2 separate regions of the Danio rerio genome follow, and region 1 is linked to region 2. The links are chromatin contacts, called in public Micro-C maps. All regions are on one chromosome and are shown on one strand. Each heading gives the region's core, a stretch centred on a gene start, on an enhancer-like site or on the middle of the called end of the contact. The rest is flanking DNA. Distances are from core to core; before and after follow the strand shown.

What was found. Hi-C and Micro-C count contacts between places; a contact is called where the count stands out from the background.
Region 1: a contact with region 2 is called in a Micro-C map of caudal fin, with 7 times the contacts expected there. The contact joins two enhancer-like sites. A contact is called at or near these places in 1 of 18 Hi-C or Micro-C datasets (caudal fin) and 1 of 4 datasets of contacts at active chromatin or transcription factors (caudal fin).

Annotation. Positions count from the first base shown.
Region 1 is chr9:35,749,711-35,755,306 of GRCz12tu, reverse strand. No RefSeq gene overlaps it. Among named protein-coding and RNA genes, the nearest start is that of ccdc80, 28 kb to the left of the region's middle. Within about 2 kb of position 1,301, at least 9 of the 62 cell types and tissues checked have an H3K27ac peak or open chromatin away from gene starts, as enhancers often do. A contact at or near this core is called in caudal fin, where this site is marked.
Region 2 is chr9:35,600,846-35,606,401 of GRCz12tu, reverse strand. No RefSeq gene overlaps it. Among named protein-coding and RNA genes, the nearest start is that of dre-mir-221, 8.4 kb to the left of the region's middle. Within about 2 kb of position 2,076, at least 28 of the 62 cell types and tissues checked have an H3K27ac peak or open chromatin away from gene starts, as enhancers often do. A contact at or near this core is called in caudal fin, where this site is marked.

The DNA of each region.
Region 1 (5,596 bases), core at 52-2,551, 150 kb before region 2:
TAAATAAAAAATAGGATAAAGAATATAATATATATATATAAATTTAAATATCAAATGAGTACATTTGTATAGCTTTCCTGTTCATAGATTCTCTTATAGAGAGTCTTTAATACTGTCTAAACAGCCTTATTTTAGTCAACACAACCATGTTTTTTTGTTTTGTTTAAGGGAACTTGTAATTTTGGCTTTTATGAAAGTGATATTTGGTCAAAATATAAGAAAAATAACTTTTCATCCTTTTTAGAATATTCATTAAAACCAAACATTTTAGTTACGGGAACATTTTACTGTAAAAGAAAAATCACTAAATCTGACATCGCAATTAAAATACTGTAAGAACGATCCCTAAATAATTATAAGGTAGTAAGTATCTTTTACTTCCTTTATAACTATTTTGGTTAACAAAAATGAAACTAAGTTACATTTTTAAAATTAATTTATAATCTACATTTTACAGTAAATCAGTTTAAAATCAAATTAGCAGTCGTGTTGACAGTCTGAATATCAGCATTGTGCGATGCCGCTCACCTGTGTGATTATTGCCCAAATGTCTGAGACTGTTTTCATAACTAGCACATGAGTTTGCGGTGATGATTAAGTAAATTCTATGCTTTGAACACCCCACCTATCATCTTTTTAATGGTCTCCCAAAACCGCAAGTCGTCTCCTCCCTGTTCAAACTTGCCTGCTCGTACAGCGCTCCGACTCAGCATCTTGCTTTTTAGGTGAAGAGTTGGACGGAGCGGTGGGGTGTAATCTTCCGCATGGATGAGAACGAAAAACATTTGTAACGTACATGTTGATTTAGTTAGTTAATGCACAGTTTAAAAAATGTAAAATCAACCACCAGATGATGGCGATGTTGCATACTGAATGGTTTGCCCCTGCTGGAAAAGTCACTTAGATGTGTGTTAAGAGGGCAGTAAAAAGTGGATGGATGGCATGTCAGTATGTGTGTGGTCAATGTTCAGCTTCTTTAAGATAGCCTACTGAACTTTCCTATGATTCAGTCATTACGCTGATTGTGCCAAAAGTCTCTTTTATCTTAGAAGTATTTGTTTATTTACCCAGCAAACAGTTAATTGTTCTCACATACTTGTAGATGGAGCGTAAACAAGCTCAAGACGAAGCCAGAAGCTCAAACAATATGGTTGCACCTTCTTCCAGCGCTGAAATACTTTGCATGCTGTTACTCATGACCCCTCCTCACTTACATAAACATATTTTCATTGTATTGTCTTCATACTTTTCCTCCACTGCTGCCCACACACCTCCAGTGTGGCGCAGTGCATAACCGGCATGCCTGAAGCTTGTTCTCCGCAGCGTTCGCTCACACTGTTATTGTGGTGTAAACAGGACGTGTCGGATCACATCCCCAGTTATCTCGTTTTTTCTCCCCAAACCCATGCATTCCTTGGCGTTTCCTTCAAAGATGAGCATGAGGGTCAAGTAAAGGCACTTAAAAACAGGCATAGTGGTGATCTGGGGGAGCTCGAAAGGATCGGTCTGTCTTCCATCAGCCATGTTTAACAGATCATTCCCAGCTTGGTGTGGCTGTAGACTGCAGAGCTCGGTTTGTTTTAACAGGGAATGCCTTTTGCATACATTGGAAATTTCATGCAGGCTAACTGGCACCATCTTTGTGATCATTCACAAAGGGAATGTGTTCGTAACACCTTCGTATTACAGTCCGCACGCGTGTTTTATATAGCGATTACCCATGCCATCATCAGTTACGGTGCACTGATAGGCATTGACAAGACGTTTCCAGACTGCTCAAACAAGGGATTACAGAGGCATTTTAAAAGCTCTCGCAAGATGTCAGAGTTCACTTATGGCCTTTTAAAGAGTCTATAACCGGAGAGAAAACTGCAGAATTTTGCTCTGCTTGGAAAACGACAACTCTCGATCCTGTTCTTTTACATGGGAGAACATCAGATGCAGCTAAAAGCTGATACAAGTCTTCTTTATCGCTGCATATGAACACCAGAGGCGAGGACGGCTTGTCCAAAAGATATCAGAGCGAATGTTCTGTTTATTTATAATACAATAGACATCAGTGAGATTGTGTTTCAGAGAGTCTCGGGAATATAGGTCATGTCTGGAACATGTTTCTGTGAAGCTGTGATGTTAAATATCTCTATTTATCCAAGATCTTCCTGGTGTACAGCCTGTTCCACCTTGGAAGATATTAGCACGCATCACATAGATGAGATCAGATCGTCCTGTGAAAAGAGACCTGCCCACCAGTGCCGTTCTTTCATAAGGAAAAAAATATGATTAATATTTTCAGTATTAGATCACCTTCTTCATCATTTAACTTTCACTTAATTAATCTCTTAAACACTAACTTAAGAAGCTGATAAATGTAATCTTCAGCCAATCTGAGAAGTATTGTCGAATGTGATTCCTTAATTCAGCTGTAGCATTTTAGAATGGTTGATTCAATGTTTATTTTTAGTCTAGCTATTTATTCATTCATCTTCCTTCGGCTTATTTTTTATTTTAGAGGTTGCCACAGTGGAATGAACCACCAACTATTCTGGCATATGTTTTACTTGCCCTTTCAGCCACAACTCAGTACTGGGAAACATTCATACACACTCATACACTACGGCCAATTTAGTTGATTAAATTCATTAATAGCACATGTCTTTGGGCTGTAGGGGAAACCGGAGCACCCAGAGGAAACCCACACAAACATGGGGAGAACATGCAAACTCCACACAAAAATGCCAACTGACCCAGCCGGGACTCAAACTAGCAACCCTTTTGCTGTGAGGTGACAGTGCTGCCCCATCTAGCTATTCAATTCCTCTTGTTTTTCATCAGCCATTGCAACGAAACAATAATGTTTTCTTATATGCTGTTTCAGTTAGCTTATCTGTAACAGACAGAATTTGAATATTGCTCCATTTTTTCATGTTTAACTTTTCTGGATATATCTAATTTAAGTTGAGGCTTTTATTACAGTGTAATTTGAAATCAGATGATTTTCAAGTGTTTCTCCCCTTAGTGCATTTTCTAAGCAGACCAAACACATCTTTAAAGAGATATCAAAGGTGTAAAGCAAGATACTTCATCATGATTCCCGTAGTCTGCAATATGATGTTTGCAGATACCTCAAAATATGCAGCAATTTGATTGTGATTTTAATAATACCAATATAAGATCTTACATATGATATGCCTATTTTACACAACCAGTAATATGTTTATTAACTTAGAAATGCTACAGAATATATGTGAATTCTTTGAAAAACAGCAGCACAGTGGCTTAGTGTATAGCACTGTCGCCTCACAGCAAGAAGGTTACTGGTTTAAGCACTGGCCTGGCCAGTTTGCATTTCCATGTGTAGTTTGCATGTTCTCCCTGTGTTCGAGTGGGTTTTCTCCGGGTGCTCTGGTTTCCCCCACAGTTCAAAGACATGCATTATAGGTGAATTGAATAAACTAAATTGCCCATAGTGTATGAGTGTGCATGGGTGTTTCTCAGCACTGAGTTGCAGCTGGAAGGGTATCCGCTGTGTAAAACAAATGCTGGATAAGTTGGCGGTATATTTCACTTGTAGTGACCTCTGAAATAGAGACTAAACTAAGGGAAAATAAATGAATAAATGAAAAATAAATGTGCAACAAGGAAATACTTAAGATTTTTGGTTTTATTGTTTGGCTTATGAATCAATATGTTTAAAAATGTAATATACACTCAAAGAAATATCACTTTGGTTAAACATGATTTAATCGTGGACAGGGGTTCCAATTGTTACACCAAATTATCTTAACAGCAATAGATGATCTTAAACCAGCTCAATGTTTGTTCATTTAACATGAAATATACTTGAACAAAAACCATTAATTCAAGTAAATAGAAATATTTAAATCATGTTTAATCAACAGCATCTGATCAAGTTAAATGGCAAATATTTAAAGCTTTTTAACATCATCCAGTGCTGTTAAGGTAATGTGGTATAATCACGTGGCTCCACTGTTCATAATTAAATCATGCTGAACTAAAGTGCTATTTTTTTGAGAGTAGGGGTCAAAGAGAAAATGGGGTTTTAAGCATCAAAACAATAAAAGTTTTCTCTCGTACATTTGAATTTGAATGTTAGCATAAAAAACTGTCATACATTTTTACGATGATTTACAGAAGATTTACCTAAAAATGTATTTCAGTCAAAGACTATAGAATTTACAAAAAGTGTCACTAATTCATGTACGAGTGGGTGCTGCCATTGGAATCTTTTTGGCTCAAAACTTCCGGTCTCATTCACTTCCATTCATTTTCAGACGTTAAAAACAGCTCGTTATGCTGCTTGATGTTGCAAATTGAAATTTTCTTAATATATTATTCTACTTGGTCTGTATGGTCATGCAAACACTTGTTTGTAGAGCAAGTAGTTTGACCGTTTTCTGACGTTAATTATTCCTAGTCATTTCTCCCATAGGCAACTGAATCAAAAGTTCTAAATCAATCGCAAAAATGAGCGCACTTCCGCATTAAAGAATGAGGTCTATATGGCGAATGAAAAACCGCCTCTACTGCAAGAGTCAATCAGCAATCGCTATAGTTTAAGGAATCTCCAGAGGAGGGTCTCAGGCCCGACATGAGTTTCTGCAGATTTTGTGTGACTCAAGTGCTTAGAAGTTAAACTAAAGGGACTGTTGTTGTTTAATTGCATTGTTTGTTTCCTAATATGAAATTTAATCATAAGCTTGGCAAGCAATTTTAGAGAGTTTGATGTTTCCCCATTTGAACCGACTGCTTGAGGATACTGCCCGAGTGAAATGGCTTGCCTTAAAAGGACTTTAATTCAGTGTAGCATATTTTTAACAATAATCAACTCATAGAAATGTGCTTCTCCAAAAATAAATTAATTGTGATTTTAAATCTTTCATACTTTGTCAACATCTTCGAAACGTCTACATTTTGCCTATTTTTAACAAGAAGTTTCTAATGATCAAAATTAAGAATCATATTGTTTTTCACATATCTTAATTAAGGATCAGAATAGGTTTGTTGTTTTATTTTTACATATTACCTATATTATACAGTTTTAGCACCAGGCTGCTTATCAGTTAACAGCCATTACATAAAAATAATGATTGCTTCATTGTGTCAGCAAGTATTATTTGACCTGTCATGCCTCTTCCGAAGTTTCCCACCCAAGAGCAGAAGTGGGTTGTTACAGTGGAAGCAGGTCGTCTCCTTAACCTCCACACTTTATCTTGATCAGATTTCCCTCTGGCTGGGGGTGGGGTGCAGTCGGTATGCTGTGGAGCTATTGAAATTCCAGAGCTGATTTCACATGTTTTACATTGCCCTCATTCTGATCCCTCCTCTGTGACTCACTTTTGGGCCTGCGCTGTGGTGTCGGACGTGGAGCAGGTGACCAGCTTCTCCTCTGGAATAACAGGAATGAGGAGTGAAGGAGGGATGGCTGGCGGTTGGTCCTGTCCGCGTCAGTTCCCACGTCTTGTTTAGAATTTAATGGGCTGAGACAGTGGGAATCTGACAAGTTTTGTTTAATTTACGAGAAGATGGGCCTGTTTTTGTAGTTTCTCCCCAGGTCACATACCAGGGATTGTGTGTG
Region 2 (5,556 bases), core at 827-3,326:
TGTGTGTGTGTGTGTGTGTGTGTGTGTGTGTGTGTGTGTGTGTGTGTGTGTGTGTGTGTGGGTTAAAACATATGCTGGTTGGTGGCCCTGATTAATAAAGGGGCCAAGCCGAAAAAAAATTAATGAATGAAAGAGTTTAATGATTTTCTTATTATTAATATATATATACCATTTATAAACAATTATAAAAACATTTTATCCAAAATAAAAGACAATAAATAAATGGACATTAAAATAATGACAAATAAATACAATTTCATTTAAAATGATTGATTAAAACTTGAAACTAAATCTACTACATAAATAACAAAATATAGTACTATATTCATTAATAGTATAATTATGTACAAAATAAATAACAACTATTTTTAATTTGCAAATAACATTTTCTTTTATTTAAAAATATTAATTTAATTTGTAATGATTGGTTGGTTCCCAGTGCTGGGCTGCAGTTGGAAGAGCATTCGCTGTGTCAAAGTGTAATATGCTGGTTAAGTTGGTGGTTCATTCCGCTGGAGTGACCCATGAAGAATAAAGGGATTAAGCCTAAGGAAAATGAATGAATGAATGTAACTATTGGTGCCCATAGGCTGCTTTTAAATGTAATAGGCTTCCAATTACAGTAAGATTTAATATATGTAACTAAATGATGTAATGCTATCTCTTGTAACCAGTTACTCCCCAATACCTTTCATAAAATTTTACATTTTATCAGTTTGTTTGGTAACACCTTAATTTAAAATGACGTATTTACACAAATATTACATGCACACATTATTTTTAGCAATAAAAAAAACGTATGCTGGATCACATCCTTTGTTCTTTTAGCATTACTAAGTAACAATTCTAGTTTTATAAATGCTTGAACTGAGTTTTAAGCTGTTTTCTGTTTTCATTTTAGAGATTTAACTATTTCTGGGCTTTTTTAAACAGTCCCACATGGATCTGCTAAGATGGCTAAAGTTGTGTTTTTGTATTGACGCAGACGTTGATATTGCTTTCAAAAACTTTTCAAAATGTCATGTTGTGTAAAAGTAAAAGCCAAAAAACATAATTCATTTCCCTTCGGCTAATTTTCATTCATTCATTTTTCTTTCTGCTTAGTCCCTTTATTATTCAGGGGCCACCACAGCTGAATGAACCGCCAACTTATCCAGCATATATTTCATGTAGTGGATGCCCTTCTAGCCGCAATCCAACACTGGAAAACACCCATACACTCCCACATTCATACACACACATACTCATACACTAAGGCTTATTTTCATATTATCAACATTTTCGTTTCGGCTTAGTCCCTTTATTTATCAGGGGTCGCTACAGCGAAATGAACCACCAACTATTCCAGCATTTGTTTTACACAGCGGGTGGCCTTCCAGCTGCAACCCAGTATTGGGAAACACCTAAACACTCTCACATTCACCCACAAATACTACGGCCAATTTAGTTTATTCAGTTCACCTAAAGCACATGCTTTTGGACTGTGGGGGAAACCCACGCGAACACAGCATGCAAACTCCACACAGAAATGTCAACTGACCCAGCTAGGACTCAAACCAGCAACCTTCTTGCTGTAAAGCGACAGTGCTAACTACTGAGCCACTTTGTAACCCCAAAAAACTATTTTAAACTTAAGTTTCATATAAAAATATCTGAGGTTTTAATATGCTAATTATAAATATCTAAACGTAAATTACATCCTAGCGAGCACGTGTGAGTAATTATTATTCAGTATGACCTTTTTTGTAACTACGCTGTAATAATGTCACATAAAAAAATAAAGGTGTAATCGTCTTTCTTTTTTCCCCTCATAATCAAACACCTGTTGCGCTACAGGAAGCCTCATATCTGCAAATTAGCAGTTATTAAATCACAAATGGCCGCCGCGCGCTTGTTTTTCACACAGACGAGAACACTTCTGTTGTTTGTGAGCTGAATCTCTGACGTCGCAGCGCTCCAGTGATTCGCCGAGAGCAGTTGATTCGCACTAACATTTCCAGAGGGGAAAGTGTCCAGGCTCAAGTATTCCAGTAATGTAAACGTCTGAATAGCGTGTAATGGAAGTAAATGGCTGCTTTGATATGTGGTGCGGTGTGATGACATCAGCGGGGGTCCCGCGGGGCCACGGCTGGCCTGCTGTGGAATGATAATTGATGGGCTTCCCTTGGGTAACGGCGAGAACTGATAGCGGCAGATTAAGCCCGTTTATCTGGCCATCGGGACGCGTTTACACGGCTCTTCTCCAGCGGAGGGTGAAGGTCGACCCTCGACACTGACGTCACTCCATCAGGAGATCCGCACCGCCAACAACTATCTCTCACTGCAAATCACACACACACACGCACGCGCACGCACACGCACACACACACACACGCACACACACACACACACACACACACACACACACACACAAACATACTGTATGTGTCAGGCTACTGTATGTGTATGTATGTAAAGAAAACATAGATAAAAACGTTTCTTTTATAGCATTTTCCAATTAATGTTTGTGGATTTTAACAACAGTTTATACTTTTAATGGTCATTTTCCTAAAATTAGATTTTCTCCTGCTCTGAGCCATATATATTCACTTTGGCAGCACTTTTTTATTATTTATTTATACCGTTTTATTTATATCTGTATAGTTTGTGACTTATATAAGGCTAACCTGCATCATTAATATTCTAAAGGTTTTTATTGAGGGATAAGTCTATATTATATGCCTCATTATTTCCATTCAATTTTACAAAAAAAATGAGGCTATTTGTAGTATACAGTGCTCAGCATATTTGTGTGCACCATATTTTGAAAATACATATTTTTATTAATTTCTCAGTGAATATAGGCAATGTATTTTGGTGCATTTAAAGAAAACAGATATATTAATTAAAATAATATGTTACCAAACGTATTTAGAAATTGAAAAATAATTGAAAATTAAAAATAAAATGACAACCCACAAAATTTCAACTAAATTCTTTCCATTTTTTATTTTTATTTCATATTTATTTTATTTTTCATTTATTTCATAATTATTATTAATAATGGTAATAGTAATAAAAGCAATAATGACTGGAGTAATAATTTCCTTTGAAACTTTATAAAATAAGAAAGTTATTTAATTTTTTTATAAATATTTAACAATAAATTTTTAATAAAAAAATGCCTCAATGAAAATAATAATTTTCTTTAAAAAAAACATAAATAAATAAATAAATAAAACTGACTTTTGACTGGTAAGTCTATTAATTTTGCAACAAACATGGTTTTAAATAGATGCCTAAAGGCTTTCTAAATTTAACAGATTAAGGAACAGGGCCGCACAATATATCCTTTCAGCATCAATATCGCAATGTGATCATTCGCAATAGTCACCTCACAAGATTTGCAATGTTGAGTATGATTTATAATTTGCATGTTTCAATTGTAACCTTTTCTTTATTGCATTTATCTATGCTTGTAATTTGCTTAGTATATTTGATGCAGCTGCACTCCTATAGAATTTTCCCAATCAATCTAAAATGATCAATTCATTCATTCATTTTCTTTTTGGCTTAGAGCCTTTATTAATCAGGGGGTTGCCACAGAGGAATGAACCACCTACTTAACCAGCATATGTTTTACACAGCAGATGCCCTTCCAGCTGCAACCCATCACTGGGAAACACCCTAAAATAATCAATTCATTCTGCAAGCGTCATTACTTGTAAGCAGTTACTCCACAAAACTGTACAAAAATGCCTTTGAAACAGTTTTTAACCTGACGTCATCCAATGCTCCAACTGTTGTGCTAGACTTCTATGTAAATAAATTAACACATATTTCATTAAATAATGTCTCATTTGCATATATAAAATAAAATGTGTGGCCCTGGACCACAAAGCCATGCATAAATTGTGATTTAACTGAGATTCAACTATTTGAAAATCTGTAATCTGAGGGTTTCTAAAAAAAATAAATGAAGTGCTCAGCAATGCACACCACCAATCAAACATGTCATTTTGATATATTTGTGGCTAAAAATGTATAAAATATCTTTCAAAGAACATGATCTTTGCTTAATATAAATTATTAAAAATATTTTTTTGGTGAATATCAAAAGCTTTGACCCGTGCAATGTATTTTTGGTTATTGCAGCAAAAGTAGTTTGTGGTCACATTTTAGAACACTGATAATTGAAAAATAAATTTAAAAAAACTATAGGGAAGTACAGTGATCACTATTAGTTGTTGTTTTTTACCCTATTGACCTGCAGTGTTTGCCATAATCTCAGTCTTTCCCAACACCACATACAAGAGTAAATCTGTTCAAATGCATTACTAAAATCTTCTCCACCTCAAAAACAGTTCTTGTATTGGACTTTAATGTGCTACTATATAGAAAAGCTACATTTAAGCAAAGCGAGAGAACCCAAGCATGCACTTGACATGTGGCTTACATAGGGCTATTAGTTCACACGCTTGGATGTGTCTTTACACGAGGCATTAAGAAGCACTTTAGAGATTTTCTTTGGCGTGCAAATGTGCTGGATAATAAAAAACACACATTAAAAGAGTGCTCACGGGAGCGTTGTGTTTTCCCTTTGTACCTGGGTGACTCATAGAGAATCTCTTGATATCGGCACAGCTTATGTGGACCTTAGTGCCAAGGGCAGATTAGAAACTGACGAAAGTTTCTGCATTTCGCTTGGTTCCATCTGCTTGCTGGCAGTGCCATGGAGACCAGGCCTGGATTCCTGGACGGAGAGCGCTTGGTGCGAAAAACTGCCTCTCTCCAAATGCTCTGAAACAAGAGCCAATGATTATATAGGCAAATAAATCCTTTTCATTTTTTAAAATTGTGTTAATACTTCTGGAGGTTGTTGCTCAAAAGCAAACCATTTCCCTCAAGACATTACTAAATGTTCTACAAATGTGATTTGGAAATCAGCTCTGACTAGAATTACACATTTTAGTTTCATAATAGAACATTAAATCAGTTAAACAAATGTCAGTTTATTAAGAATACTTATTATTGCACTGAATTTCATTAACCTAAAATAAAAAAGCATTTTTTAGTTTATGTTATTTAATAAATATACCATCACTGTTCAGTTATAGCTGCATAAACATTCATCTTATTATTATTATTTATTTTTTTTTACATTTTTTTAATGAATTGCATCTGATAACATTAGGTAATTTTCTTAACATGAGCATTTTTATCATTTATGCTCCTGTTTGTGAGGCGAAGTAAATGACAGATTTCTTTCAGAAATAGATTACATAGATGTGCTAAAAATGTTGGTACTACATTATTTTTAAGTATAGTTATCCATTTATTAATTGTTTTATCGCCACATTTGGAGCATAGACTTGAAAGCTACATTCATAATTTAAACCTTGTAAATCTTGAATGCTTCAAAGTAAAGACTTAAATTATAAAGAAGACATTTCACAAGTGGAAAACTGTAAAACAGTAAATTAAAATAAAAAAACAACGTTTATAGCAGGTCAGCAGCCAGGGGAGGTTCAAATGGTTCGAAAAACCCACCCCTCACTGACAAAGGTAAAACATTTG